2 separate regions of the Mus musculus genome follow, and region 1 is linked to region 2. Evidence: chromatin contacts called from public promoter capture Hi-C data. All regions are on one chromosome and are shown on one strand. The core of a region is the stretch at or near the end of the contact, and the rest is flanking DNA. Distances in the headings are between cores, read along the strand shown. Region 1 holds the start of Psma2 (proteasome subunit alpha 2). Region 2 holds the start of Edaradd (EDAR (ectodysplasin-A receptor)-associated death domain).

What was found. Promoter capture Hi-C pulls out the DNA fragments that hold promoters and counts their contacts.
Region 1: a promoter capture Hi-C map of pre-B cells shows a contact between it and region 2, with 3 times the contacts expected there. The contact joins the promoter of Psma2 here to the promoter of Edaradd in region 2. A contact is called at or near these places in 2 of 39 promoter capture datasets (liver and pre-B cells).

Annotation. Positions count from the first base shown.
Region 1 is chr13:14,611,724-14,618,635 of GRCm38.p6, forward strand. Psma2 (proteasome subunit alpha 2) reads left to right here and starts at 1,519. Exons shown (of 8, transcript NM_008944.2): 1 at 1,519-1,592; 2 at 4,289-4,365; 3 at 5,014-5,146. The coding sequence starts at 1,552. Mrpl32 (mitochondrial ribosomal protein L32) reads right to left here and starts at 1,314. Exons shown (of 3, transcript NM_029271.2): 1 at 1,169-1,314. The coding sequence starts at 1,295.
Region 2 is chr13:12,517,656-12,524,109 of GRCm38.p6, forward strand. It overlaps Edaradd (EDAR (ectodysplasin-A receptor)-associated death domain), which reads right to left and starts at 2,795. Exons shown (of 6, transcript NM_133643.4): 1 at 2,263-2,795. The coding sequence starts at 2,293.

The DNA of each region.
Region 1 (6,912 bases), core at 269-2,768, 2.1 Mb after region 2:
TGTTTGTGAGTATATGTGCACATGTAAGGTCAGAGGACAGCTTTCAGAGTTAGTTCTCTCCTTACGTCATACTGGCCATGGGGCTAGGACCCAGGTCCTGAGACTTAGCAACAAGGTCCTTTACTACTGAGCCATATGGCTGGCCTGACATAAATAGTTTTGAATGTTAAACACAACAAACATTAGTAATAATCCCCAGCTATTAAAATATACTAAAGCTCATATAAAAGGCAATTTAAAATACTTCAACTGGAATGCTTTCTTATTGCAAGCTACCAAAGCAGCCAGGCTACTCTACTAAGCATTTCCTCCGTATATAATCCGGGACACTGCAGTTCAGTAATAAGTAGTGTACAAGTAATCTAATCCCGAGACTCCCTACATTCACTCACATCACTGAGATGACTACAATGGTCATCTGTACCACACTATCCTGATCCAGTTAGGTCCTTTTTCTTTAAACCTGGTAGGTTCCTAAAGCCATTAAATTTTTCCTTAATATTTAATCTTAACCTGTGTTCTAAGAAAAGATTTATTATTTATGAGATTATCAAGTGTTTCACCTTTGTTTTTCTAAATTGCTTAGATCACTTCTTTACCCTTTCTTATGTTCTTCAGACTTGCGAACGTTCGTTCAATTCTTAGGACTTCTTACCACTACATAAACTGTCCAAGCACAGGCCTATTAGACAACGAATGGACTGAAATGATTATCTCAGGTAGAACATGGAGACAATTATTTATTATGCTGCGCTTGAGATATAATAAAATATATCTCTGTTCAGACTGGGCATTATCACTTTTGCGATACACTGTAAATAATACAGCAATCTCAAATTTAACGCCCAAGATACCAGGAGCTCGAAGCTAGCCTGGGCTACACAGTGAGTTCTAGACCACCCTGGCTACGGTGACAGTTTCAATAAATAAATAAATAAATAAATAAATACGAAGCTAGCCTGGGCTATACAGTGAGTTCTAGACCACCCTGGCTACGGTGACAGTTTCAATAAATAAATAAATAAATAAATAAATAAATAAATAAATAAATAAATAACCAATAAACAAACAAACAAATAAAATAACGAACCAATCAACCAACCAAAAACCACGCTACAACCCGGAAGCCCTCACCAACCCTCTTTCCACGAACTCTCTCCTTACGGACCCCACGGAGGACTGACAAAGCGACTCCAGCTCTGCTGCAGTTGCCGTTGTAGCAGCTCCCAGCACCTCTGGAGCGGTCCGGGACGCACCGGCCATGGTAGTGAAAGCAGCAGCAACGAAGGAGCCATGATCTTCTCAAGACAGAGCGGGACGCGGGCTGAGCGCATGCGTTAAGTCCGCCCACTTCCCCGCCTCCTCGCTCAGAGCATGCGCAGGCCCCTCTTGCGCATGCGCAAGGGTCAAAGACCGCTGTGATCCAAAAACTCCAACTCCCAGCTACCCCTAGGTGACTCTCCTCCAATCAGAGCAAAGAAGAAAAAAAAAATTAAAGGAAGCATACTTACTGCGCATGTGCGTGGCTGTGTTCCGACTTTCCGGGTAAAGATGGCAGAGCGCGGTTACAGCTTCTCGCTGACTACATTCAGGTATTCGGGGGACCCGCAGGTTCCATGCGTCGCAGATCACAGGAGCGCCCCAGACATGGTCCCGTGTGTCGGACCTGGCTGGTGTTTGCGTAGGAGTGCACGGTGACGGAGCTGGACTCGTAGCTTTGCAGAGTCATGTTCCGTGCCAGGCCTGGGCCCTGGCTGAGGCCGGCCGTGTTGCGGGCCGAGGGACGGGAGGCCCCAAGCCAAGCACTAAGCACTGGCTCTCCTTCTAGACTAGGAGAAGGGTGCTTTGAGATAGTCTGTTTTCAGCTGCTCTCTTCAGGTCCAGGATTTCTTTACTGGCCCGGCTAGGCCTGAGCGAGAGCTTTGTAAACCCAGACTCCTTATGGGACGTGTGAGACGTCCTTTTTCTTTTGGGAGATCCTTATTTGCTGTTAAATCTTAGTTTTAGTCTCTGTTTAGCAGCGATGTGCTTTGAAGCTCACACTGCTTTCGGTTTCGCCTGTGCTCCTGTAGAAGCTTAAGAAGTATAAAATGAAGGCGCTGATTTCCTGTCAAGTTTTTGTGGCACATGCAAACTGATAACCTCTGTATTTTGCTTGATCCACTAACAAATTGCTTTAAAACGATTTTAGACCCTTATGTTTTGGGAGAAAGAATTAAAGAGTTATATATATTTTCTCAAAGTGCAGTTAAGGGGAACTATTGTTCCCTGTTTAAGAAAAAACCATCATGGATGAACTTAGACAAAGGACTGTGTTTTGACCATTTTCTTTCTTTTTTTTTTTTTTTCTTTCCATTTTTTTATTAGGTATTTAGCTCATTCACACTTCCAATGCTATACCAAAAGTCCCCCATACCCACCCACCCCCACTCCCCTACCCGCCCACTCCCCCTCCTTGGCCCTGGCGTTCCCCTGTTCTGGGGCATATAAAGTTTGTGTGTCCAATGGGCCTCTCTTTCCAGTGATGGCCGACTAGGCCATCTTTTGATACATATGCAGCTAGAGTCAAGAGCTCCGGGGTACTGGTTAGTTCATAATGTTGTTCCACCTATAGGGTTGCAGATCCCTTTAGCTCCTTGGCTACTTTCTCTAGCTCCTCCATTGGGAGCCCTGTGATCCATCCATTAGCTGACTGTGAGCATCCACTTCTGTGTTTGCTAGGCCCTGGCATAGTCTCACAAGAGACAGCTACATCTGGGTCCTTTCGATAAAATCTTGCTAGTGTATGCAATGGTGTCAGCGTTTGGATGCTGATTATGGGGTGGATCCCTGGATAAGGCAGTCTCTACATGGTCCATCCTTTCATCTCAGCTCCAAACTTTCTCTCTGTAACTCCTTCCAAGGGTGTTTTGTTCCCACTTCTAAGGAGGGGCATAGTGTCCACACTTCAGTCTTCATTTTTCTTGAGTTTCATGTGTTTAGCAAATTGTATCTTATATCTTGGGTATCCTAGGTTTTGGGCTAATATCCACTTATCAGTGAGTACATATTGTGTGAGTTCCTTTGTGAATGTGTTACCTCACTCAGGATGATGCCCTCCAGTTGACCATTTTCTTAAGGACTGACAGCTGAAGGCAGCCAGGATCTACTTGTTGAATATAACAGTAACTAGTAGTGGTTTTTCCATTACCACCTATGTATAATGAGTTATAGATGAACCTGGACAATTGAACTTTTTCAAGGTTGTCCACAAATAGGTAAATCAGGACTCAAACCTTGTTGGTTTTGAAAACAATTAATAGACTTTTTGTTACAATATATTATCTTTTGAGAATTGCCCTTTACAGTTTCACATAAGAAGTGAGTTAATGTTATTATTTTGAAATCTTTAAATGAATTCCATTAAATTCCTTAGCAAATGATTTCATTATATAATTGACAGAGACTAAATTTTGCATGGTAGTCGCTTATATTTGTAAACAAAACAAATACGGTCGGTCCTAAGTGGTTTCATTATAGCTGAGACAAATGGACATAGATCGTGAGGGACTGAGTTTTTAAGTTATTAGTTATTTAATTTCTTTTTGTGTCAGAATTATTGGTGACCCAGGCTGGCTTCAAATGGCCAGTAACTAAGGATGCCTTTCAGCTTATCCTTCTGCCCCCACTTGCTCTGTGACGGGATTTTAGTAATGCACGCCCATACCTTATTTATGCTGTGTCATGCATTCTAGACAAGCACTCTGCCATAGGAGCTACATCCTCAGTCCTTGAGTCTTTTATATAACAAACATCTCAATGTTTTCACAAACAGATTTCTTTATTATAACAGTCCTTTAAAAAAAATGATAAGGTTTAGCTAGCAGCTTACATTTGGTGAAGAATGGTAAATGAAAGAAAGAAATTGGCGTGGACTGGTTTGCGTTCTACCAAACGTGTTCGTGGGGATTTTGTTGAAAGAGGCAGTGGGCTACTGGGACTCATGAGCACAGCAGCTGCCTGAGTTCTCGGTACACTTGCCTGCAGTGGGGAACAGAGGGAGTGGGAATGCTTTGCTAACCAGAGATGGGGAAAACAACAGCAACAGAACACAGGAAGAGAATTTGTGCCCATTCGAGACTTGGACTAACTCCGTAGTCTGGTAAGCTTAGCTTCCAAACACCTTCAGGGTAGATTTCAAAGGCCAGAAGGTTTGATTAGTGAGGCTTGGCCTCTGTTTTCCTTCTGTCAGGTGTCCTGTACTATTTTGAATGTGTGAACAGAGGGAATGTCTCTGTTTCTTTTCCAGCCCATCTGGTAAGCTTGTCCAGATTGAATATGCCTTGGCTGCGGTAGCTGGAGGGGCCCCGTCAGTGGGGATTAAAGGTAACTCAGTGTTTCCTTCTCTTCAGATGCTTGTTAATAGTTAGCTGAAGTAGGTGTATGTGCATAAGCCTTAACAGTCTTTGTTAGAGAACTTTGAAGTTAAAAGAAATAACATTCTGAAATAGATGTTAAGTCATAATTCTTAGTGATCTTTGTGTTAGATTAAGGAATTTTGAAGTTTTAAGAAAGTAGCATTCAGCACAGTAATTTAAAATTTACAGCAAATATAGCATTTTAATCTATTGTGATAATTCATAAGTTGACTTTCATTCAGGAAACTATTGTTTTCATTGGTTCTATTTTTCTATGGAGTTTTATCTTCTTTATCAAGGGCTAATTATAAAACATCTGAAGATAAAATTATTGTATGTTCTAGTATCCTTATAGAGAAATTTCTTATTATTTGTATTAGAAGGCTTAACTAGATTAAAGCCAATAAACCTGAAAATATTGAGAGAGACTGGGTAATGCCTGCAGCTATGGGGATTTTACTTTTTTATTTTTTATTTTATTTTTTGGTGTTGTGTAAGGATCCAGAAAAAGGTTTTACAGTCTAGAGAAGGCAACAAGTTTGAGTTTAATGCATCTGTAAGTAGAAGGCTAATGAAGGATACATTGTAGTATTAATCTTTTTTTCTTCTTTTTAAGCTGCAAATGGCGTAGTATTAGCAACCGAGAAAAAGCAGAAATCCATCCTGTATGATGAAAGGAGTGTTCACAAGGTGGAGCCCATTACCAAGCACATCGGTTTGGTGTACAGTGGCATGGGCCCCGATTACAGGTATGTGTACTGTTTGTGATGTTTTCTCATCACGTCGTCCTAATTCTTCTTTGGTTTCAGAGTCATGGCAGCCTGACGACAGCTAAGTTTTGTTTGCCTGCAAGGGTTACTTTATGGAGGTTGGTCTTGTGATGCATGGTTGTAAAACAGGTGACTAGTGACATGCCTTTCTTACCTGGCTTTCTCATCACTCTCTCATTCCCTCCATCCAAGGACTCGGTAGGAAGGGCTTTGGTGTTTTAAAGCACCTTAAAAATGATTGAATGCATTCATGCTATAATGTATTGTTACAGTGGTTTAGGCAACAAGAAAAAGCAGGGCCATGTAGAGTTAACATCATTCTGTTTATATCTGCTTTTCTCAAAGGGATAACTGTCTCTAAGGTCACTGAAGGCTTCTGGATGGCCAGGCAGGACTCAGGCATATAGAATTGCTTCCTCTGAATTCCACTGGAAAAGAGAGTAACACTTGTTACATTGAGGTCCCAGTAAGTTGAAAGAAATTAGCAGCTTTTTACCATGTACAATTAAAATGAAAATTAATTTTAGAGGACAAGGTAGAGCCCCGGAGTTATTGAAAGAAAGATGAAATTTCAAGACCTATAAGTCGTACAAAGTACTCAGAAATTGCTATTTGTTTGTGAGCCTAGAGGCTGCCTGGGGCTGAGAAAAAAGAAAAACAAACCTGGGCATGCCCCGTAGTTAAAACCTTCCTGGGAACAGCTTAACCTTAAAGATAAAGAGGAATGTGAAGACATAACAGGGCTATCTGAACTGAGTCAACAACTCACAGAACTCTGACACCCTGCACGTACATGTAATTTTTCTGCTGATGTTTGAATAAGCCAATAGTGTGTCTAGTGTGTTGCTATGCTGAATTCCACACCACCTAAGCCCCTTACCCCATAAAAACCCCTAGCTTCCGAGCCTCGTGGCCGACATCTGTTATCTCCTGTGTGGGATGCATGTCAGTCCGGAGCTCCGTAATTAAACGACCTCATGTAATTACATCAAGGTGGTCCTTTGTGATTTTTTTGGGTGCACGCCGAATCGGGAATGGAGTGGGGGTTTCCCCACTAGATTCTAACATTATCAAAACATGATTTGCTTTCCTGCCCTGGAAAGTTCTGTACCACTGTGTAGAATGGACACTGCAGAGGACTATTGATGAGAAAATAAACTTACGGGAAGGCTTGAGTGTCAGTGATAAAGTGCATGCTTCAGATAGAGTAGCGCATGAGCAGGTGGGCTAAATCCTTTTCCTATATTTGATTGCTATATAGTTAGATTAGTCAGGTGATTTGTGTGTGTGTGTCTTTGTCGTATTAGACTAGTTTACAGGTAGCCTGGGCAGTCCAACATTGGCTGTCTGCTGGCAGAAAGGCTGAGAATACAGAAGTCGTTCAGTACAGAAGGCTACATGTCTCAGCAGACCCAGTCTAATCCTGGAGTCCTGAGGGATTCCTGCAGGAGGCTGCTGTTGTCTTCAGCCTGTATTGGAGTCCTGATAAAGGTTTGTTAATATAGACGGCAGCAACAGCATAGACACTGTCCAGCTAGAGTAAGGCAAGGAGCCTAAAGGAGTTTCCTTCCTTCTATGACCTTTTTATCTGGGTTGCCATCAGAAAGTATAGCCCAGATTTAGTGTGGATCTTCCTGCTTCAAATAATCTGATTTTTAAAAGTTCCTTACAGATGCTTGTATCTCTGTTAATTCCAGTTATAGTTATGTTGACAACCAGGATTAACCATCACAATTGAAGGATTT
Region 2 (6,454 bases), core at 1,545-4,044:
CTTACCCTGAAGGGTTCACCTAGATAGAGGTTTGGCTTCTACTTGGTGAAGTGAGAGATAGATTGCCTACAGGACACTCTCTGTGGACATCAGTTCACACATAGAGATTTGATTTGATGCTCCCTTTACTACAGGTTGTGAGCATTTGTTCTAGATGGGCCAAGCTAATTAAGACCGTAGCTTCAATTCTTGTCCTTTAATGCTGTAACTGTCTCCTACGTTCATATATCTACCAGCACATACACATGGCTTTGTGTGTGTGTGTGTGTGTGTGTGTGTGTGTGTGTGTGTTTATGTGTATATGATCACATAGGTACAGTGCACACATGTGCAGGTGCTCATGCACATGTGTGTACAGACGGGAAGTCAACTTTGGGTGTCTTTCTCAATTACTGTGCATGTGTCCAATGTATATGTACATGTATGCCGACATTTGCATGTGTTTGTATGGAGGACAGAGGACTATGCCAAGTGTCATGCTTTGTCATTCTCTACTTCTTGAGACAGGGCCTCTCACTGAACCTGGAACTAAGCTGATGGCCAGCAAGCCCCAGAGATCTCTCCACCCCACCCTCCACAGCCCTAGCATTGAAGGCATGGGTGCCACGGCAGTTCCACTCTGCCTGACTTTTAATATGGGTGCTGGAGACCAGAATGCAAGACCTCATGCTTGCTTGGCAGGCACTTCACTAACTGAGCCATCTCTTCAGCAACCCCCTCTCCCGGAGGCTTTTTATGCTGGTGTTACTGCTGAACTGGTTGGTTTCCACCCCGTCCCTGCCCCCATTTTCTCTGATGCAGTCGGGTCGAGAGGCAGCGCAGGCAAATGTTACCTGTATCCTTATCCAATGAACTCCTCTTCTCCATCTCTTGAATCCAGTATCATTTACTAAGTCTGGGACCATCATGACTAAAACCAAACACCCCTTGACATCTTATTCATACAGTCCTCAGCACAAGGAGGACAATACATACATAGCAGCAGGCACCCGATGAGAGAATTGTCCCCTTAAGTCCCCTTCTGTTCTTGCAAACAATGTGAGGGTTGGCCAGTTCACTTGATAGCCCGTGGAGCGTGCTACGTTTGAATAATTTAGTTCTTTTTTTTTTTTTTTTTTTTTGATGTCACTAGTAAACAGCCCCCTTCCCAAACCAGCACTCCAAGATGCCAAATCAGAATGGCCGCCAAATCAGAATGGCCACTGGGCTTAAGCTTCTGGCCACTGCCAGACATGGTATCTTCTCTGTCAGGTCAAGCCGGTAATCAGGGCTTAGCTCTTGAACTCTGTCCCTACTCCACTCAAGAAATGAAATACGAAACACAAGCAATCACATCGATCTCAGCAGTCTAGTCTGGTTCTGTGTGGCTCTTACCAGAGTGTCCAACCTCACCAAAACCAGAGAAAGACCTAGCGTACTCAAAGGGACATATCATCCTTTCGTTCACAAACACCGATGGAGTTTGTAGCTAGATTACAGGAGGACAGAGGAGATTCCTGGACGTTGACGTTTAAAGGAATTTTCCTTAAATGAGGGAGAAGCGATAGAAAAATCTAGATTCTGACCTCAGATATCAAAGCACATTTTTAATGTACTACGGGGACTAGAGACCTCCACAGGTGGGGATTGCGCATGTGGGCTCAGCCTCGTGGCTCTGTGGACAGTATAATAGTTGAATAGTGGCTCGGAGAGGTTAAGACTTGCACAGAAGCAAACACATCTCAGCAAAGTGAAGCTAGGAGGGAGAAGACGAACAAGGAAATGTGCGAGTGGAAAGCAAGGGAGAGCCTGGAAGGAAGGGGGTGCAGAATCCTCCCTCCTATGTTCTTTTCTATCAAAGGTTGGCTGACTTGTTTCAACCAGGCACCCGCGTGGCCCAGAACAAAAGCGCTCGGCCGGGCCTCCGCGTGGGGAGAGGGACCACGCACACCTTGCAGTGTGCAGGAAGCGAGCGATCAGCTGCTGCTCACAGAGGGGCAAGCGCAGGGGTAGGATCGGGAGAGGTAAGACGCGTGCCGCAGCTGTTCCCATCCAGCCTGACACACATCTGGCGCCCTGGTGTCCAAAAGAAAAAAAAAAAAAAAAAAGAAAGAAAGAAAGAAAGAAAGAAAGAAAGAAAGAAAGAAAGAAAGAAAGGAAGGAAGGAAGAAAGAAAGAAAAAAAAAACCGCTCCCAGGGGATGACTGAAGTTCAGTCTTTCAGTCTCATTAATCCAGCTGGTGGTCACACCCCAAGTGAGGGCGCGGCACCTTGCCGCTTTACCTGAGCGCAGAGGGTCGTCCGGAGAAGCCATGAAGACCAGGAGAGGACAGATGAGTGTCCGAGCAGGGGTGGACAGTCTCTAGGACCCCTGAGAACAGCAGGATCGCAGGGACCCAACCTCTTGCGTGGTAATGCGCGACTCTGTCTGCGCTCTGCCCTGCTGCTGCTGCTGCTCCTCCTCCTCCCTTTCCTCTTCTTGATCTCTGCCACTTCTTCCTCGTGCTCACTTCCTGCAATTAGCAAAGCCCCTTCCCGGCGCGAGTCTCTCCAGAACTCTGGAGAGGATTCCGTGGGTTGCGGTTGGGCACGAGAGGACACCGAGGGGCCCCCGGAGCACTTGCCCTGCTGGTACCTAGGGCGTAGAACCCTGGTCTTACCACGGAGGTCCCACGCGATCGCAACTGGGAGAGCCTTTCAGCTAGCCTTCCCCTGGCTGCCGCACGCGCGGGTGGCTTTCCCGGCTCCTAATCTCGTCCTCAGCTGGGACACCAAAGCACTCCCAGCGTGCTCCTTGCACAGGCCCGGGCTGAGACGCCTGCCGGCGATTTGATGTTTGAACAGTTTCCTAATCTTCAGGCAGCCTGAACGGCGGCATGACCGCACACGCTAGCACTTTCTAATTTGATGTTTCTTTGGCATTAGTTACTGCCTGACCTCCTGGGTGAGCACTACACAAAGGAGCGGGAAGAAAAGTCAGTCTTGAGGTCTCTGGTTTACTCCTCTGAAGGAAAAAGCAAAAACCAAAAAAACAGTATACGGTTCTGTTAGAAATGCAGAACCCATGGGCCCTTAAACGAATTAAGATTTAGCTTAAATGGGATTTTATTCTAATTAAGAGCAGAGAATCTGATCTTTTATTTTTTTATTTTTTTGTTTTTTGTTTTTTGGGTTTTTTCGAGATAGGGTTTCTCTGTATAGCCCTGGCTGTCCTGGAACTCACTCTGTAGAACTCAGAAATCCACCTGCCTCTGCCTGCCAAGTGCTGGGGTTAAAGGCATGTGCCACCACTGCATGGCGAATCTGATCTTTTAAAATGGCTATATTTTATTTAAAAGTTTAAGTTATTTCTATTATTTTTTAAATCATATTGGGGGTGAGGGGTATGAACACACAAGTACAGTGCCTACAGGGTCTAGAAGACGGTGGTAGCTCCCCTAAAGGTGGAGTTGCTGGTGGTTGTGGCCTTGCTAGGAACTGAGCTTGGGTCTTTTGCAAAAGTGGTAGCACTTTCAAGGCTAAGCTGCCTCTCCAGCTCTAGTGGCAGCATCTTCACTATGTGCCATATACAAAGGTTACAGACACGTTACATTTAATAGGAATCTCTGAAAGGAAGCACATAATCTATATCTGCCTTGGACATAAGCATAGAACTATTTTCTTTTTAAAAAAGGAGTTTAAAGGAGATGCCAGCCAAGGATGTAGGTCAGTAGTAGAGTGCCTGGCATGCATAAGCCCCAGCCTGATGATATACGTTGTAATCCCAGCACACAAGAGACTGAGGCAGGAGGGGAGTCTGGAGTTTGAGACCACCAAGAACTTTATGGTGTGGGGCTTTATTAAAAAAGAGGAGGAAGGGGGGAGGAGGAGGAAGTAAGAAAAGAAAGATTATTTCAGTATTTGCTGGACAATTTCATTAACAAATTACCCAATTCAGATTAATTAATAAACTGAACATTTCAGGGAGACAGCAAATGCCAATGTATCTTTGTGGTGCCCCCCAGGCTGCTCTGTGGTTCTGAGGCTCACGGCACTCTTGGGGTTGGTTTGTATTCTCCATAAGATGCTGCCATGGAAGAGTTGGGTCTTTAGAGAGGAGGCCACAAAGGCTCAGGTAAGGTAGGGAAATTAATTTAGAAAGGGTATTTTCTCAGGGAGTCTACTTTGAGGTTTGGTCTGTGGTTCCTTCTATACTCCACGCAGAGATGGAATTCATTTCTGAGGTTTGGTTGTTAGAAACCACATATACAGTTGGGCTGTCTTGTTAGCGCAAGTTCTAGCGGTTTGTTTTTCAAAAGGAAATTGTCAGTACGTTTCGTTACTTATATCTTTCACTAGGTAGAAGATGATTCAGATATCTACAGTGTCTTTCTTCTTATGTGTGTGCACATGGATGAGTGTGTGCCATGGAAGCAAACGCAGAGGTCAGAAGGTCACTCTCTCCTGCTGTAGGTCATGGGGATCACACTCGGGCCATCAGGCTGGAGGCTAGGACCGTCCCTTCCCTGCTGAACTTAGTCTCTCCCTCTCCCTCTCCCTCTCCCTCTCCCTCTCCCTCTCCCTCTCCCTCTCCCTCTCCCTCTCCCTCTCCCTCTCCCTCTCCCTCTCCCTCTCCCTCTCCCCTCTCTCCTCCTTTCTCCTTCGACTTACTCATCGTCGTTGTCCCCTCCTCCTTCTTTGAGAGTCTCACTCTGTAAACCAGGCTAGCCTCAAACTCAGATCCACAGAAGGGCTGGAATTGCAGGTACCTTCCACATCTGACTAAGGTTAATTAATTATTTTTAGCCTTTATGTTTTTATGTGTGGAGGTGTGTTTGCCTGCCTGCATGTTTGTGTGCAGCATGTATGTAGTCCCTTCAGAGGCCAGAAAAAGGGCTTCTATTCCCTTGGTATTTGAGTTACAGTTGTGGGTGCTCAAACCCAGTCTTCCAGAAGAGCTGTCAGTGCTCTTAACTGCTAATATCTCTCTCCAGTCTAAGGGGAAGTTTTTTTCTTTTTGGCTTTTTGAGACAGTGTTTCACTCCATAGCCCTGACTGTTCAGGAACCTGCTCTGTAGACAAGGCTGGCCTTGAACTCAGACATCTGCCTACCTTCCAAGTCCTGGGATTAAAACCACTCAGTCCAAGGTCATGTGTTTGTTTTTTGTTTTAAAGAAAGAGCCGATATTTCAGTGTGATTCTTTGGCTTCCTTTCTCATAAGCTGTAGCTGCTGCTCTCATCCTCTATTTCCCCTACATGTTTTGTGATCACTAAAGTATAGCAAATCATAGGACCTACTGTTTTCAGTGTTCAAAACAGTAATGAACAGTTTTCTCATCCTCTTAACTTCCCATGAAACGCTCTTACGTCTCAGGACATCCAATATGGAAGCTTCTGCTGCTCCCAGAGACTGCCCTTCTGGGTAGTGGTGCTCATGTGACCCTTTCTAAAGTATTTTTTAAGACTTATTTTTATTTCTGTGTGGATATGTGTGAGTGCAGGTGCCCACAAATGCCCAATGAGATGTCTGATGCCTTTTTATGTTTTTCAAGACAGGGTCTCTCTGTGTAGTCCAGGCTGGCCTCATACTGAAAGATCTGCCTGCTTCTCTGCCCCATGAGTGATGGAATTAAAGGCATGTTCCACCACCCAGCAAAAAGTATGTGTTTATGTGTATGTATATGTATATATGGTTATGTGCATATGAGTGCAGGTGCTCACAAATGTTAAAAGAAGGTGTCTGATTCCTTAGAACTGGAGGTAGGGGGGCGTTGTGAGCCACCCAGCATAGGTGCCTGGGAGCCAAACGCAGGTCCTCTGTAAAAGTACCGAGTGTTCTATGCAGCACCTAAAATATATTGACTGACTGACTGATTGATCAGTTGTGTGAAAGCTTGCATTTATGTGTGCACACGTGGAGGCCAGAGCACAAATTTCAGGAGCCAGTTAGCTCTCTATTTTCTCCTGTGGATCCTGGTGATGGAGCTCAGGTCCTCAGGCTCAGCAGTGAGCATCTTTATCTCTGAACCATCTTATCGGTCCATATCCTTGTAAAACTGGACATTGTTGACGTTTTCATAGAGTCCCCCAAGCCTCATCAGTCTTGAAGACCTTTGTCCAATTCTCTGTTTCCCTTGCTTTAATGCTTTCTGTTTTGTTTTTTGGGTTTGTGTGTGTGTGTGTGTGTGTGTGTGTGTGTGTGTGTATGTAGTTTATCTAGTTGGGGTGTGGACATTGTGTGTGTCTGTTATGAGCTTGGACATGAGAGGCCAAAGATGTCATACTTCTTCCTCTATTGAACCCTCCCTCCCTCCCTCTTTCCCTCTTTCCCTCCCTCCCTCCCTCCCTCCCTCCCTCCCTCCCTCCCTCCCTCCCTCCCTCCTTCCCTCCTTTCTTCCTTTCTTTCTTTCCTAAGACAACGTGTCTCTGGCATTAAATCTCAGCATTCTGGTTAGGCTGGCCGGCCAGCAAGCTCCAGGATCTCCCTGTTTTCAC